Linked DNA regions of Podarcis muralis: region 2 is linked to region 1. Evidence: chromatin contacts called from public Hi-C data. All regions are on one chromosome and are shown on one strand. Each heading gives the region's core, a stretch centred on a gene start, on an enhancer-like site or on the middle of the called end of the contact. The rest is flanking DNA. Distances are from core to core; before and after follow the strand shown. Region 1 holds the start of TMTC3 (transmembrane O-mannosyltransferase targeting cadherins 3). Region 2 holds the start of POC1B (POC1 centriolar protein B).

Evidence for each region. Hi-C and Micro-C count contacts between places; a contact is called where the count stands out from the background.
Region 2: a Hi-C map of blood shows a contact between it and region 1, with 4 times the contacts expected there. The contact joins the promoter of POC1B here to the promoter of TMTC3 in region 1. A contact is called at or near these places in 2 of 3 Hi-C or Micro-C datasets (blood and tail).

What each region holds. Positions count from the first base shown.
Region 1 is chr10:39,404,309-39,407,008 of rPodMur119.hap1.1, forward strand. It overlaps TMTC3 (transmembrane O-mannosyltransferase targeting cadherins 3), which reads left to right and starts at 1,319. Exons shown (of 16, transcript XM_028746084.2): 1 at 1,319-1,558. CEP290 (centrosomal protein 290) reads right to left here and starts at 1,091. Exons shown (of 56, transcript XM_077934783.1): 1 at 643-1,091.
Region 2 is chr10:39,840,634-39,843,374 of rPodMur119.hap1.1, forward strand. It overlaps POC1B (POC1 centriolar protein B), which reads right to left and starts at 1,490. Exons shown (of 12, transcript XM_028746650.2): 1 at 1,249-1,490. The coding sequence starts at 1,341.

The DNA of each region.
Region 1 (2,700 bases), core at 69-2,568:
GGCTACCAGCTTGGATGGCTTTAAAAGAACACTGGACAAATTCATGGAGAAAACCATTCATGGTTACCAGTCAGAATATGTTACTCTGCTCTGCTGCTACAGTTGGAGGCATTAGAACCAATTGCTGGGAACCACAGGAGGGGAGAGGACTATCTTGCGCCAAGGATCCTGCTTACCGGATTCCCACAAACACCTGTTTATCCCCTGTGAGAACGGGATGCGGTGCCAGGTGAGCATGGCTCGTTTTTTATGTCCTTACCTGATGCAGTGGGCTCAAGGCCACAACCCCTATGGTCGTGAAGCGCACACACTTTCAAGCGAGTACACCTTAAACCTATAGAGGTATATAGCTGTACCTATAGTTCAGGGGGGGTATATAGCTGAGGTATATAGAGGTATATAGTTATAGGTATATAGCTATATAGAGGTATATAGTTGAACCTATAGTTCACGGGGGGGGGGAGAAAAGATTAACAGATTAGCTGGTCTTTCAATGTCTACTACAAGACTCTCTAAAAGGAGTTTAAACACACACACACACACACACACACACAGGCCTTCGCCATAAACCTTTCGAAAGCGCCTCTAGACCCTCCGAAGTGAGTCAGCTGGGAAAGGAAGCGAAGCTATGAGCCTTTTTACCCCGGATACCTAGGATGCGGAGGCTCCACGCAACCTCTCCTGCGCGCTTCGCAGTGAGCCAGTAGGTTTACTCCAGAGGAAGCGGGTCGAGGATTGCAGCCATTTGTTTCCCCAGGCAAGGAAACGCCTCTCCGCTCTCGGAGCCAAACGGTCAGCGAGGAGTGCAGCCTAGTCCCCCTTCCGGAGCCCCGCCTCGCCCGCCAGGTGCAGGCGACGTTAATCCGCGTTTATTTGTTCACGAAAACATCCCTCCCTCCTTCTGCCTCGCTGGTTTACTCAAGTCGTTCACCGAGGAGGCGGAGCAGGCCGCTGCTGCTAGGCGACGCCCTCAAACACTGCTCGCCCTCAGCCGGAAGAACCCGGATCTTCTTAACTGGAGCGAGAGCCGAGTCAAAACTCCCGCGGGACTACAACCCCCATCATGCCCCAGCCGAAGACCACAAGTCCCGGCATGCCTTGGGGTGAACGGACCGAAAAGGAACAGCAGCGATGTGGCGCGCGCTGAGGCTGACTCCGCACTGAACAAGGGCAGGCGCGCTTTCCCGAGTGAGCGTGCCTGCGTGCTTGTTCACGGCATGCCGTGGCCTTCAGCAGGGAAAAGATACCGCCGCCGAAGGAATCTTAGGCTAAAGGGCGGGAGCCACGGGGAGGACTACATATCCCAGGCTGCTCCGCGCCGGCCAAGAGGCAGAAGTCGGCGGAGTATCCACCGCTTGGAATGCCGGGGGAGGGAGTCGGGCTTCCCAGCATCCTTTGCCGAGCTCCGTGGGTGACAGGGGGAAGTGTCCGCGCGTGCGCACTTGCGGGAGGGAGGCTCCAATCGCTCGCCCCGGGTTCGGTTTTCCCAGGGAGGTGCGGCTGAAGCACCAGCGGAGCGAGACATGGCGGAGAGCGTGTGCATCGCAGGCGGACCCAGGTACAGGATCGCGCGCAGCTAAGAGCTGCGGGGAGAGTCTTGGGTCGGGGTTCTGAGAGAAGAGAGCGGCTGGCTCTCTGGCCCCCACGCGACGGGGACGGGAGAGGGACGGAGGGGAAGAGGCGGGGGTGCCTGGCTCTGCCCGGTGCGGTTTCTTGCGCGTCTCTCGAGGAGAGCGCTGCAGCTTCCATGCCAGGTACAGGATTCAACCCGATGTAGGGATGAATCTCCTTTGCTTTTGGAATTGCGCGCTGGACCTCGCGTGCAATTCAGCAGCTCGCGGTCTCCCTTAAGATGGGAGGATGTTCTGCTAAGATACGGTCGTCCGAAGGAAAGGCTTGCGGTGTATAGCGTGAGTGTTCACACGTGACGCTTGTGAAGACCCCCGAGTTAAGTCGTGGATTTCTTCGTGCATATCATGGGCGTGATGGGGGGCGGGGCAGAGAGGAAAGTGCTCTCTGTGTAGAAAATAGTGCAAGAAAATAGTTGCACATGCCCCATGGGAAAACCTAAGTGTTTCCCAACTGCTTAGTGCACCGTAGGCCCAGCACAATCCCGTGCATCTTTACTCGGAAGCAAGTGTTTGTGCATTCCATAGGATCTACTCCGGAAGTAAGCGAGTTTAGGATTGCACCCTCAAGCTGCAGCGAAGTTAAATGGCTGCACATTAGTTCCAACTGAGTGATACGATTGGTTACATGGGGCTTAAGCGCTACTTTCTCTTACTTTCTCTGCATTTATACTGTGGAGATTCCAGTTACTGTGTAACAAGTTATGAGCAAACCTTACAACTAGTGTAACGTGTGGCGTTTTTCGTTACGATGTTGATTTCATCAAGTAGATAGTAGCAATGCAGAGTAAAGTGACTGCTGTTATGTTTTGTTATTTTACAAGCTGTAACATTTGTTAAGGAATGCTTTGGAGATCAGGCTGCACGAAACTCATTTTGGAACAGGAAGAGGGTAGAGGAAATATATACCCGAGCACACACACAGTAATTATATATAAACTTGGGTATCACTTTCCTTCTGCATAGATAATTTATTAGCAAGGTTTACTGTTGGTGACTGTATCTATACTGTATCTATTCACCATTTACAGACTATGAGCTGGGGGGGGGCTGAAACTTTGAGGCAAAATGT
Region 2 (2,741 bases), core at 240-2,739, 440 kb after region 1:
TTCTGTACCTGTCCAGGTGGTCATGTGCAACAAGAACTGAGGTGTGCATGGGGTGTGTGGGATGGAAGAGCACAGTTCCGGGACTCCCCACCGCACTTCAAGCAACAGCAGTGACATAATATGACCGGCCCTCCTTCTCTGGCTAGTGAGTGAAAGGATAATGAATATTTCAAGTTAGCATAAGAGCATAATATCCCTTCAGGATCAGGCCAGTGTCCCATCTAGACCAGCACCCTGTTTTCACAGTGACCAACCAAATGCCCACCAGGAAGCCTGCAAGCAGGTCCTGAGCGCAACAACACACTCCCTTCCTGCGGTTTCCAGCAACTGGTTTTCAGAAGCATTATAGCCTTATCCTCCTTGAACTTGCCCAATCCTCTTTCAAAAGCCATCCAAGTTGGTGGGCCATCACCACTTTGTGTTCACTTCTTGCAAGGAAGCATGGAGGAAGCCAGAGGGCGAGCGAGGTGGGTGGGTGGGGAACAGCCATCCATCAAGGGCTAGGCGCTCCTTCCTTTTGGTGCAACTCCTACCCCAAGCTAGCAGCTGAAGCACGCACCACTTCTTTCGCAAGGTCGCTCGCATTTATTTTCTTTTTCAATAGTTTTAATCGAAAATTTTGTGTGTGTGTGTGTGTGTGTGTGTGTGTTACAAAATAATACAAATAGGTTGTTTTCATTTCTGATCAAAAGATGAACTTCTGCTGGCTGCAGATCTTTGTTTTTGTGTGTGTGTGTGTGTGTGTGTGTGTGTATATATATAAATATAATTTTTATTAAATTTTCTGTTTTACAATTTAGAATACTCATTTAAACATCCTTAAAATATCAACGATTTCTCTTTCCACGGTTCATTTTACAAATCATAAATCCCTGCGTATTTTACATAAACTAAACCATTCAGTATTTTATTACATCCATCACAATTTATTTACACTGTTGAATTTATCTTAATGCTGTGTTTTCAATGGCTGGAGATCTTTGTATGCGTCTCCATGCTGCACCTCCTACAAGCCACGAAAAAAGCACAAAGGATTTTCCCTCCCAGCTCATCGCAGCCTGCAGCTCTGCTAACATCGGGGGGCGGGGATTGAACCCGGGGCTTCCCGTGAGCCCCCGCGCCTCATTCACTACACCGACCGACGGAACTCCCCGCGACAAGGGAAACAACGACGGGGAAGAGGAGCCGCGCCCTGAATGGCCAGCGTCGCTGCCGGCTCCCCAGGGGATCCGCCCTAGACTCTCCTACCAGCGCCGCCGCCGCCATCGGCCTCCCGGGGCCTCCGCTCTCCCGGCCAACCACCTTCCGCGGCCCTGTCAAAATCCCCGCTCTCCAGACCATATCAGTCGAGTCCCGACCCAAGGCTGGCCCAGCCTCACCCGCGGAGATAGGCGGGCGCTCGAGGCGGGGAAGGGAGGAGGAAGGAGGAGGAGAGCGAAGAAGCGCCGCTCGGCCTCTTTCCGAAGCCGAGCTCGCCCATCTATGCCATCGGCGTTCGACGCGCCCTTAAAGGGGCCGGCTCTCTCCGAGGAAGCGGAGGCGGTTGCCTAGTGACGGCGCGCGCGTCGCGGAGCTTTCGCAATGGGAGAGAGAAGAACGCAAAGAGGAAAGGGAGAAACGTCACCTAGAACTACGGAGAAAAGCGAAGGGAAGAGTTGTAGGCCCCGACTAAAGAGGGTTTCTGGCAGGTGCGCTTCGGCCTGAGGTGAGAGTGACGTTAGGTCAGTTTAGAAGTTCAGAAAAATCGTACTTCATGAATCTGGGAAGGGGGGCAACTTTTTCTCAGCTCCCCGCTGGGGAAATTCAGACGCATCTATGCATATGCACATCTGTGTCTATATGCAGAGGAAGCTGGAGAAGTTAAAAGGTATGGTATCACGGATTTGCAAGGCTTTCTTTTCTCTTTGCCTTAAGCATGCAAAAAACAACACCGCAACCCACTTCTGATATGTGGGAAGAGCCTGGAATCTCTTGCATGCAAAGCGGTTGCTGCGCCATTGAGCTTAACAATCTAGAATTATAAGGAAAAAATTCACCAGGACCAGTTTCCCCCCCAGAAAAAGCACCAGCTCTTTAGTTCTTGGCGCAGAAGTTTGCAAACTGGCATTGGGGAGAGGGAGTGGCAGTCCCCCCCCCCCCGCACAACTGAAATTCTATGACCATTATGTGTTAAATCGAATTAACATTAATATTTTCCATTTCCAAACTACGTTGGGTAAAGTTCGCCGCAAAGCCATTTTCTGAAAGAACAAGGGCTTTGACACTAAGAAAAAAGTGATCGCAACAGTGGCTTGCTTTGGCTGTCACGATGCACGCAGGGTTTAGATTAAGATTTATTTCCAGCCCATTATATAAGTTTTTAAAACTGTAGTGTAGTTAGCCTACCCGAGTGTCTTGCCAGCTAGAGAGGCTGAATTGGTGTTCATACTCAGAGACTCACTACACCAAGAACAGTGATACCAGGGGACCCAGGGGCAATCTGCTTGTGGGGCATGACAAAGAGCTCACTCACACCAATCCTGTGAGGTGGGGCAAGCTGGGAGGTGCTGCTTCTTATATTTAGTCCTTGATAAGCTAAAAGAAAAGGTGGTGTAGAGATCCAGACTTTGAGTAGTTATAATGATGGAGATACTATCCCAAATCCCTGACTTGTTGCAAATAGCCAGAGTCCAATCTTCAGTTCCCAGCATCTCTCCTTGAAAGTTTGGAGGGTGGGAAAGCAAATTTGTTGGATAACATTA